Regions from separate parts of the Anser cygnoides genome. Here region 1 is linked to region 2. The links are chromatin contacts, called in public Hi-C maps. All regions are on one chromosome and are shown on one strand. Each heading gives the region's core, a stretch centred on a gene start, on an enhancer-like site or on the middle of the called end of the contact. The rest is flanking DNA. Distances are from core to core; before and after follow the strand shown. Region 1 overlaps FGD6 (FYVE, RhoGEF and PH domain containing 6). Region 2 holds the start of VEZT (vezatin, adherens junctions transmembrane protein).

Region 1 (4,875 bases), core at 1,558-4,057, 37 kb before region 2:
TAATGAAGGCAGTCCATTTATCATGCCCGTGCACATGTAGGAACAAGAGCTTTCAATTAAAACTGAAGTTTTAGACAAAAAAAAGTGTGGTTGCTAAAAACATGTGCTGGCATAGCTTCTGGATGCACCTAAATGCCAAATAAAACAGCTAAACAGAAAATTATCTCCTGTGCCTGCAAAGTCAGCCCTGCCATTTAACAAGGCCCATGAAAAACAAACAAGAGTCAAACCGCGGTCACGCGGAGTCCCTCAAGCCCCACAGATAAATTTTAACGACATCAAAGGAGTGGTGTTCCTTCACTGATAGTCACCAGTGAGACAATCGCTCCTCCAGCTCCCTCAGCAGGTCCCGGTTGAGCTCGTACAGCTGAGGTAGGTAGTACAGGATCTGATTCAGGATTCTGTCCTCAATCACTGGCTTCCCAAGCTGCCTAGAGGCATGTGCCACCGCGTCCCGGAAATCCTGCCGGAGTACAAAGAGGACACAAACCCCCACCATGAGCCAGCAGCCTTCAAAGCAGCAGCGCAGACAAGAGCGCGTTCTCTGCAGACATCCCAGGCCCTGCTCCCTATTACTGAAGGCGAGGAGGGTGCCATCTGGGTTATGTTTCCCTGCAGCTTCAACTTACTCCTGTGGGACAGCCTTAATCCCCTTGGTTTGATGCTGGAGCTTTGCTCTCTTGCTCCATATGCACGCTGTGGAAGTCATTCGTTATTTTTATACCACACCCTTAAGAAATGTGCTGATACTATACGTAAGGAAACTACAGGGGGGGAAAAAGCTCTTATCTGCAAAGGTATTGGTAGCCTTGAGTATCTTCTTGCTAAGATTTGGGTCAAAAAGCAAAAGTGTTGTATCAGCTAATGCAATCATAACACTGTATTTTAAAACCACACTGGTTTACAAGTGCCTTCTAGGAAGACATGCTGCATAGATAAAAAAATGTAGTGTCACAAAAAGTTACTGTATGTAGCAGCTCTTACAGGAAAATGACCATCTAATGAAAAGCTTTTGTAACAACACATCGGAACCACGAGATTTCAAATGTTAATGATCATCCAAACAACACTGGTACCTTCAAAACATTTACAGGGAGGAGGAAAACCGCACTTATCACTGAAGGATCTTGTGGCATTTTTATGTTATAAGCAGCTCTCAACAGGACAGGGCTCAACCTAATTGGTCCTCATTAAACTATTTAGAATTAAAACCTTGGCCCCATACAAGTCAGTATGGCCAGGACTGCACCCATAAGGAAGCTGGGTACGTGTTAGGCAAGGCATCTTCCCTGACCATATGCAGGCAAAATTTTCAAAAAGGTTAGTAATTTAGCATTTCCCTTGAAAAATAATCAAGTACATAGCACTACCTAAACTGCAAAAAAAGAAAATCCAAATTAGCTGTATTGTCATCTCTTGCTTGAATTTGGGCATAAAGCAGGCACCAAATAACAGCTCTTTTTAGTCTGCAGTCTGCTGAAACCTGATAATGAATGCACAATCTGTAGGTGGCCTGAAAAAGGTGACCAAACAGCATGTTCCTACGTGGGATGATGAGACATCTTAAATATGCATGGGGTCCACACCTGCCTTTGAAAGTTTGTAGGGCCCACAGGTTAAAGGTGGGGAAAAAAAATTAAGCTCACACACTCACAAGTCTTCTACTACAGGTCTCGCTGGCTATCTCATCAGCCCAGCATCTGGCACTATTTAGGGTTTGTCAGACTCCAGTCTCAACTTTCTCCTGCCCTCTCCTCATTACATCAGTGAGCTGCAGACAGCTTCTTGCTCTGTGACCCTGGGTCGCAAAGGCTGCGCCGGGGCAGAGTTATGACAAGAAACTGAAAGGAGATACAGGGTGATGGCTGCGATGGGGGGAGGCTGAGAACTAAATGCAAGGGAGTTAAAAAACAGATGGCGTTATTCATATGGAAATGCTCTGTTTTACATCCTCTGTGCAGACTAGTGACACATAGGTTAACTACCAGCTGCATCTTATGGGTTTTCCTGACCCTAGGGCATTGCTTAACACTGAAATGATACATGGCATTACAATGGCAAAAGCTCAAATGGGGCTTTTTGAAGAGCTTCATGCAAAATGCATCATCATATTATGATAATACCCCCCCCAAATCTCATGCACACACAATATACAGTATATGCTTTGCCATGGGATGAAACAAGAATTTTCTCCGAGTGTAATAAAGCTACTTGTACAACGAAAAGAACAGCAGTGCTGTCTGTAAAGTAATCAACAAACCCAGCTTTTCCCTGACCACACAATGAAAGGAGAGCAGGGAGCCAGGTTTAAGGACCAGGAGATAAGACAGGAATGTCACTTGTAGTTAAGAGCATTTATTTAACTTCTAGATATAGCATTCAAAGAGCCTGCAGGATGTTTTCCAAATGCAGGGGGGGTTGGTTTCTCTACTGGCTTGATCCAAAGTCCATCGGCCTCACTGGGCTTTGGATCACGCTATGAAAGAGTGGCCACAAACGCAGCCAACCCAAACTTTATTTCATCGCCCCCTGCGTCCCCTGCCACAACTGAGCAAAGGGAGGAAGCCCTGCAGAGAGGAAACAGAGGGAAGAAAGATAACGTGAAGATTTCAAATGATGCAAAACAGACTGCTGAACAACAAAGGCGATAAACTACAGCGCTTTTTTTTTCCCCTTTCTTTTTTGGAATTATCAAGTCTTCACTACAGAGGCAGTGCAACGTATTTGTCACCGTAATCATATTAAGCTTTATTTATAACCCGGCAGTGCATGTGAAGTAACTGTCATGCCAAGTTCATCTTGAGATAAAACTAGGAGGTGAAGGCAGAGGGCCATTGCCTGAGGACTGGGGGAAGGAAAGCCAAACAAATGGAGCAAGGTTACAGCTAACAGAGCTTGCACTTGAAGGTACTGGCCTTCTGAGAAAGGAATTCCTTATCTAAAAGGACTAGAACCTAGAATGGGTCTATTTGAATCACTAAACGTAAAGCATGTTAACAAGTAAAACCTGAAATTTTACTCCAAAGAGCAGAAGCTATTCAGACAAGGAACTTTTATGTATTTATATATGTATATATACACACACACGCACACACACGCAAAATTAGGGCAGTGACTTAGAAATTAGAAATTACAGTAATACCAATTCAATGCACCAGCACCTAATTCCTTCTGAAACTAAATCTGTTCACTGCTGAATAAAACCAGAACTCCTGTTGCAAATAATATATACATTGCTCTGATATCTATAAATACCTGCAAAAAGTGAGTCATATCACAAAGATGTTTAGCATACAGTACTATATAACACTGCCGAAAAGCACTGCTTTCTTCAGTCTGTTCAGAAATGGTCACCTGAATTGTCCTACAAAATACTGTATTTAAAGCAATGTAGCAATCCATCACAGTGGATTTTAAAGAGAGGTTTTATAATTAGTCTTTCAAATACTCACAAAGAAATAAACAAACTTGCCATGCTTTGGAATTAATATGTTAATTTCACTGAAAACCACCATTTGCAACTCTAGACAAAATGTTTCATATGCTGTGTGACACAAACCAAGAAATTATGCTCTACTGAATCATCTCAGTTTCTTACCAGGATAATTTTTCCTTTCAGAAGAAGAGAGGCTATTGTATACTTTCTGAAAACTGCTTTCTGAAGTGCTGGGTTACAGTTTCTACATTATATTCTGGTCCAACAGTAATCTTCTGATACCGCATTTTACTGCTTAGGCAAAGACAATTGCCTTTACACAGGGACTTGAAGACGGCCTCATCACCACCTCTGGAAAGCACATTCTTTCCGTGCCAGAAAGAGTCTCAGTTTATTCTAGACTAAGACAGCATCTCGCTGGGTACTTGTCCATATCAAAATCTGGTTCAAGCAGTTTTAAAGGCTTCTCAGAGTACAAACAGTTGCTGAATTAATGCCTGATTAAACATTCCCAACTTAAATACCTTAGGGAATTTTATTTATTCTATTAGTACACAGTCCCGCCAGGGCTGTTCAGTTTTTAAACAGCATTTCAGGACGGCTACCACCATTGCTGCTCTCCCTTCCCAGCCCCCACCCCTCCTTTAATGCAGTTTCCTTAAACAAGCAAATGGCCGTGATATCTGAAATAATTCTGACCCCGTCGTGAATCATCCGTGCTCAGCCCACACACTTCCCCTCTGCAAAGGCCCTGAGTCACAAATCCTCTCTTTCCACTGGAGGATTGCCGGTGCAACGCCGAGCAGCTTGCCCCCACCCCAGTTTAGGGAGCAAAGGAAGAAGTTTAGGTGTGCACCACAGAAGGTCCTGACTAGACCGAACGCTCTCACTCAGCCGCTGTCTGGATTAACGGCACCTTCAGGTACCTAAGAGCTGAATGAAGTCAAGTTGGAATGGGTGAAGTTAAACCTCCTCACACATTTAACTGGAAGACACGATCTAAATGTAGCCACATATTTCACTCCTAAGGTTTCAACCAATATTCATCTTGGATCCGTTCTCCTAGAACATACCATCAGCAAAGCAAAAATAAGCCATAATCCCTTCCGCTGAGGTACAACTCCCAGCTAAATACACCTGCAGATAGCTCAAGTATCAGTTTAATTTAAGGAGAAAAATATGTTTGCGCTTGGCCTCTTTTCAAGGAACACACACACACATCCTATGGGGGGAGGAGAAGAGGAGAGCTGCACATTCTAGGAAACAGCCAGGCTGCCGGCCCGCGACAAACTGTAAACAAGGCTGCCAGGAATACACTTACAGAAGATTTCACAAATACATTATTTCAAGCAAAAAATCAAATGGGCAGTCTTGACTATAACTTTACAGTTAATAGAGACCGCGAATAAATGCGGATTGTGACATTTTTCAAACCCATG
Region 2 (4,624 bases), core at 223-2,722:
AAGCTGCGTTATCAAGCAGTTATGAGAAGGCTATTTCACACAGCACAACCCACAGTAATAACTGAATTAGCAATCTAAATAATTCCAGTACAAGAAATAGCTCCTATAGGTCACTGGGCTGAAACTAAAACATAGGAGTCGGTAAGTTTTTGTTTGAGCACTAGCTTGACAAAGCATGTCTGTGTATTTCAGGAGCCAAATTCTGGGGCAATACGAGGAGGCAGATGTGAAGCCCAGGCCTCGGACTCCTCGGTCGTACCCTGCCTGTGAGCTCCTTATCTGAACTGTCAAAAGCTGTCACGGTACTGTCAACAAGATCCTCACTCCCTGATCCCGTTTGGCCTGTTTGCCATTTATTTTCTTACGCTCACATAATCCATCTCACGCTATCACTCAGCTCCCCGCTCCCTGCCCACCCAGACTGGACTCCCTGTGCCTTCCCCTTCAAATCGCGTGCGAAAATTCACATTTTCCACGAAGCCTTCCCACTTTCTTTTTACTGATACTCCTCAGCATCCCTTTCTCTTTTGCTTTCCAAGCGACTTTGCTCACAGGAGCCCCTTCCTGCTCACCTTTCCCACAAACGCCACCACCAAACAACCAAAAGCAGCGGCGGAGAGGCTCAGCCCCGTCCCGCCGGGGCGCACAACCTGATCTCCGGGAGCCCCGCGGTAACTGCTCGGTACTGGGAATCTCCCTCGCTTCCCAAAACTTTGTACCATACTGAATTTAACTTGAGCAGCTCTAAGCTCTTGAGCACCCCCTAACACAGGCCTTTTATTTGTACAGCTGCTTAACTTTTAAAATAAAATAAAAAGCAGCAGCGACTTGTACTTCCAGCAGCGCTGCTACATAACAGGAACAAGCGATACAGCTGTTAGGTACAGCTGACGTACCGCTCTGCTACGTGTTTTCCCAGAGTTCAGCAAATTCGCCCCATCATACTAAAATTAGGAATCATATTGAAAACGGGAACGTATGAAGCGGAGCAGGAAGACGCATTAAGTAGATATTTGTTTTCCAACGAACTCTGATTAAGAGAGACTAGATAACTTAGTTAATGCTAGATTTGGTAATAAACTGATCTATATGTGAGAGGAAAACGCGGAGAATTAGGCTGCCGTTGTTGCTCGGAGGCTGCATTTCTCGCCCTTCACAACAGCCCTCCCCTCGCCCCCCTGCGAGCCCCCGCAGGAAGCATTTTGCCGCTTCAGGTTTGCGCCGCACGTAGACTCGTCTCCAGCCGGTGTGTCACAACTTCACAACCGCCTTTCCAACGCACGAATTACCGCTGCCCTCCTTTTTCCAGCAGCCTCGGGAAGGGACCCGCCAAGGCACCCGGTGGGGGAACGAAAGTACCGAGAGCCCCACCGGCGCCAACCGGCCCGACTGACAGCGGCTGGGGCACCCCGCTCTGCCCGTCCCTCGGCCCCTGTCCCCCCCCCCCCCCCCGTCCCCGCACTCACCGGCGGCGCTCATGGTGCCCGGGGCGCTGCGCTCCGTCCCGCCCCGCCGGGCTGCCTGGGGCACGAGGAGCCCCTGGGCCCCGCGCCCGCTCCCGCATAACGCCCGCGCCGGCACCGCGCCGCCGGGACGCGCCCACCGCGAGGCCACGCCCCCAATGACCACGCCCCCAATGACCACGCCCCCTCGGTGTGGCCACGCCCCCTCCATGCCCCCCATATGGCCCCCGCTGCGCCACCTGCCGGCCCGCCGCGAGGCCACGCCCACATATGACCCCCCCCGCCCCCCGCCTCCATGTGTGGCCTCGCCCCCCCCGCCGGCCGGAAGCGGGCCCTCGCGGCGCCTTCTGGGACTTGTAGTCCCCGTCCCCCCCCCGCTCAGTTCGCGAGGCGGGGAAGGTGCCGCCGGCGGCGGGGCGGACTCCGTTTCCCGTCGTGCCCGCGGGGGGTGGCATGGCGCTGGCAGGATGACACCGGAGTTCGACGAAGAAGTGGTGTTTGAGGTGGGCGCCGGGGGGACACCGGCGGCGGCGGCGGGCCGGGCCCGCGGTTCTCTCCGCCCCTCGCGGGGGCGGCGTGCGCTGGGCGGCGGCCGTTGGGCGCCGGGCGGGGGCGGCCGTTGGGCGCGCGGCCCGGCCGTTGGGCCGCCTCAGGGCAGCGCCCGCCCCGGGCAGCCGGGCGGGGAGCGGCCGGGCCTTCGTGCGGCGGCACCGGGCCCGCTGGGGGACGGGGGGGGGCCGCGCGGGCCGGGCCGGGTCAGGGTATTGGCCCTCTTCGGCCCTAAGGGGGTCACCGTGTCGTGTGGGCCTCGCGTACAGCGGCTGGGAAATGGTAAATGTGTCAGCGCCTCAGCGACAAAGTCAGATGGGTTTGCAGGGATTGACCGTGCGTGCGTCTCCGTCGAGGTCACGCGTTTTCTCGGGTACCCAAAAAAGGCGTTTATAGAGGAAGCAGTCTGTAAAATCATTATAGTTCAGTATCATGATTTATAATGGCAAAGCGCGTGGTGTTGGATAGAAAAAGCTCCTTAAATAAGGAATGCAGAGTAACCTCAGTACTCCCTGTTCACAGCCCCGGCCTGTACCACAAAGTTTTCATTCACAGCCAACCTTGCATGCTATCGATAAAGCCTGTTATGTTGCTGTAGTCATAGAATCATTAAGGTTGGAAGAAGCCTTCAAGATCATCTGGTCCAACCACTTCCTCAAGCGATGTAAATCCTTGGCAAGAATTTATTTCACAGGTGCAGCACCTGCCCCCTGCGTGTAGTTTTTCAGTAGAAGTGGTGTTTGACCATTAGCTCCACGGTTTTTTAGTTACTGCAGCAATTACCATTTTGACTAAAAAAGAAAAAGTTCTGCTATGTAGGGAGCAAAAGATCTCCCTGCATGTGCGTGCTCACTTGACCGCTTTTGGAGTGTTTTGGAAATGCCTTCCCTGCACTCGTAAAGGTGCTTTGACACGTTGCTGTATCGAGCACATGTCACTATGTCACTCGCTGTATTTATGTTTCATATAGGAAATTCCAACTATAACAAGATAAGAAACAGTAGGCGAAACAACTGATTTTTTTGGTGGTGGGAGGGGGAAACCCCTGATGAGCAGAGCTGGGTGAGGCACCCGCTGATAATAACGAGTACTTTGCAGTACCCACGAAAAATAGGTTCAGAAGTGCACAGGGGTGTTCTTGCAAAGTGGAGACTCCACAAGGAATGGCGAATAACCTCCACACAGGTGAGCCAGAGAGAGGAAAGCATCACAGGTATTTAATGCTGCAATGTGTTTATTTTTAAGTACTATTTCATTTTTGTTCTCGGGCCACAAACTCTCCTCAGTTATCTGTGGTTTATAGGAAGCAGCTACGTTTTTTTCTGCACCTCAGTAGGTTGCTTCCCAAGTTATTCTTCAGCAGTCACTATTGCAAGGAGACCATCAGCATGTAGACGTTGGTTTTTGTGAGCTCTGAGCTTCTGGCACTCATGTGAACAAGGCGTTGGACGCTATTATAAGCAACGGTGATAAATTTAGTCACGTGTATTGCATTAACTCTGCTCAGGTTGTGCTCACTTATCCCTCCTGACTTACACATACCTTCAAACCACGCAAAACTGCCATTTGATAGACCTTCTGTTCAGAGCAGCTGAACTCTTCTTATTTCTTTGAACAACTGTGGAAGTTTTAGCCCATTTTCTTATCATTTCTTGCTTGCTTTAAGTCGAATCATTCTGTTCTTATCATGTATTAGTGTCTTTGGCTGGTTTCCTTGGAAAATACTCGCGCATTAGATGACAACATGGGAATTAGTATCAAGAAAGAAATGGACAAAGCAGGGAGGACATCTTGTTTTGGCCTTGAGAACCTGGAGTCTGAGGCCTCTTTTAGAAGAGCAGAGAAGCTCATGAGGGCAAGAGCGCTGAGAAAGGCATATGAAGTATGCCAAGATATTAGGCAGCTCCTGAGATCGTATACCATCGCTGCAAAGCTGAGGAAAATAGCTGTCAGTGTGTGTTCAGCAGCTAGTACACCTCTGCTTCTCTCTCATACCTTTGGTAATTTCTCTCTCTTCCTTCTTTCTTTTCTGTCCACCAGCATATCAGAAGAGCAGGACCCAGCGTCTCTTCTGCTCACTCACACTGGAAGACAAGGTTTTTGTTTCAGTGTGACTTGTGCAGGAACTGAAAGCATCTTGCAGTAGTTTTTGTTGATACTGCTCTGTAAAGTCTTCCAATGTGAAAATAGTTCATAAATCACAAAATATCCCAAGTTGGAAGGGACCTATGAGGATCATCAAGCCCAACTCTTGGCCCCACTCAGGACTACCTAAATCTTAAACCATTTGTCTGAGAGCATTGCCCAAGCCCTTCCTGAATTCCATCAGGCTCAGTGCTGTGACCACTGCCTGGGGGAGGGAGCCTGTCCCAGTGCCCGACCACCCTCTGGGTGCAGAACTTTCCCTAACCTACTTACTTTCCCTTACTTTCCCTTTCCCTAACTTACTTTCCCTAACCCCCAGCCTCACCCTCCCCTGTCCCAGCTCCATGCCGTTCCCTCGGGTCCTGTCGCTGTCACCAGAGAATGAGCACTCAGAGTTGGTTAGTTCTTTTACCTCACTAAAATTACCAGGAGAAGTTAGACAGTTTTCCTAGAAAACTATGAATGCG

What was found. A called contact is a pair of places that touch in the nucleus more often than the background predicts.
Region 1: a Hi-C map of liver shows a contact between it and region 2, with 4 times the contacts expected there. The contact joins the enhancer-like site here to the promoter of VEZT in region 2. A contact is called at or near these places in 3 of 7 Hi-C or Micro-C datasets (granulosa cells and liver).

The regions. Positions count from the first base shown.
Region 1 is chr1:48,380,788-48,385,662 of Taihu_goose_T2T_genome, reverse strand. It overlaps FGD6 (FYVE, RhoGEF and PH domain containing 6), which reads right to left. Exons shown (of 21, transcript XM_066994888.1): 6 at 312-463. Among named protein-coding and RNA genes, the nearest start is that of VEZT, 37 kb to the right of the region's middle. Within about 2 kb of position 2,807, at least 1 of the 3 cell types and tissues checked has open chromatin away from gene starts, as enhancers often do. A contact at or near this core is called in liver, where this site is marked.
Region 2 is chr1:48,343,023-48,347,646 of Taihu_goose_T2T_genome, reverse strand. VEZT (vezatin, adherens junctions transmembrane protein) reads left to right here and starts at 1,472. Exons shown (of 13, transcript XM_066994914.1): 1 at 1,472-1,966. The coding sequence starts at 1,478. It overlaps FGD6 (FYVE, RhoGEF and PH domain containing 6), which reads right to left and starts at 1,599. Exons shown (of 21, transcript XM_066994888.1): 1 at 1,467-1,599. The coding sequence starts at 1,479.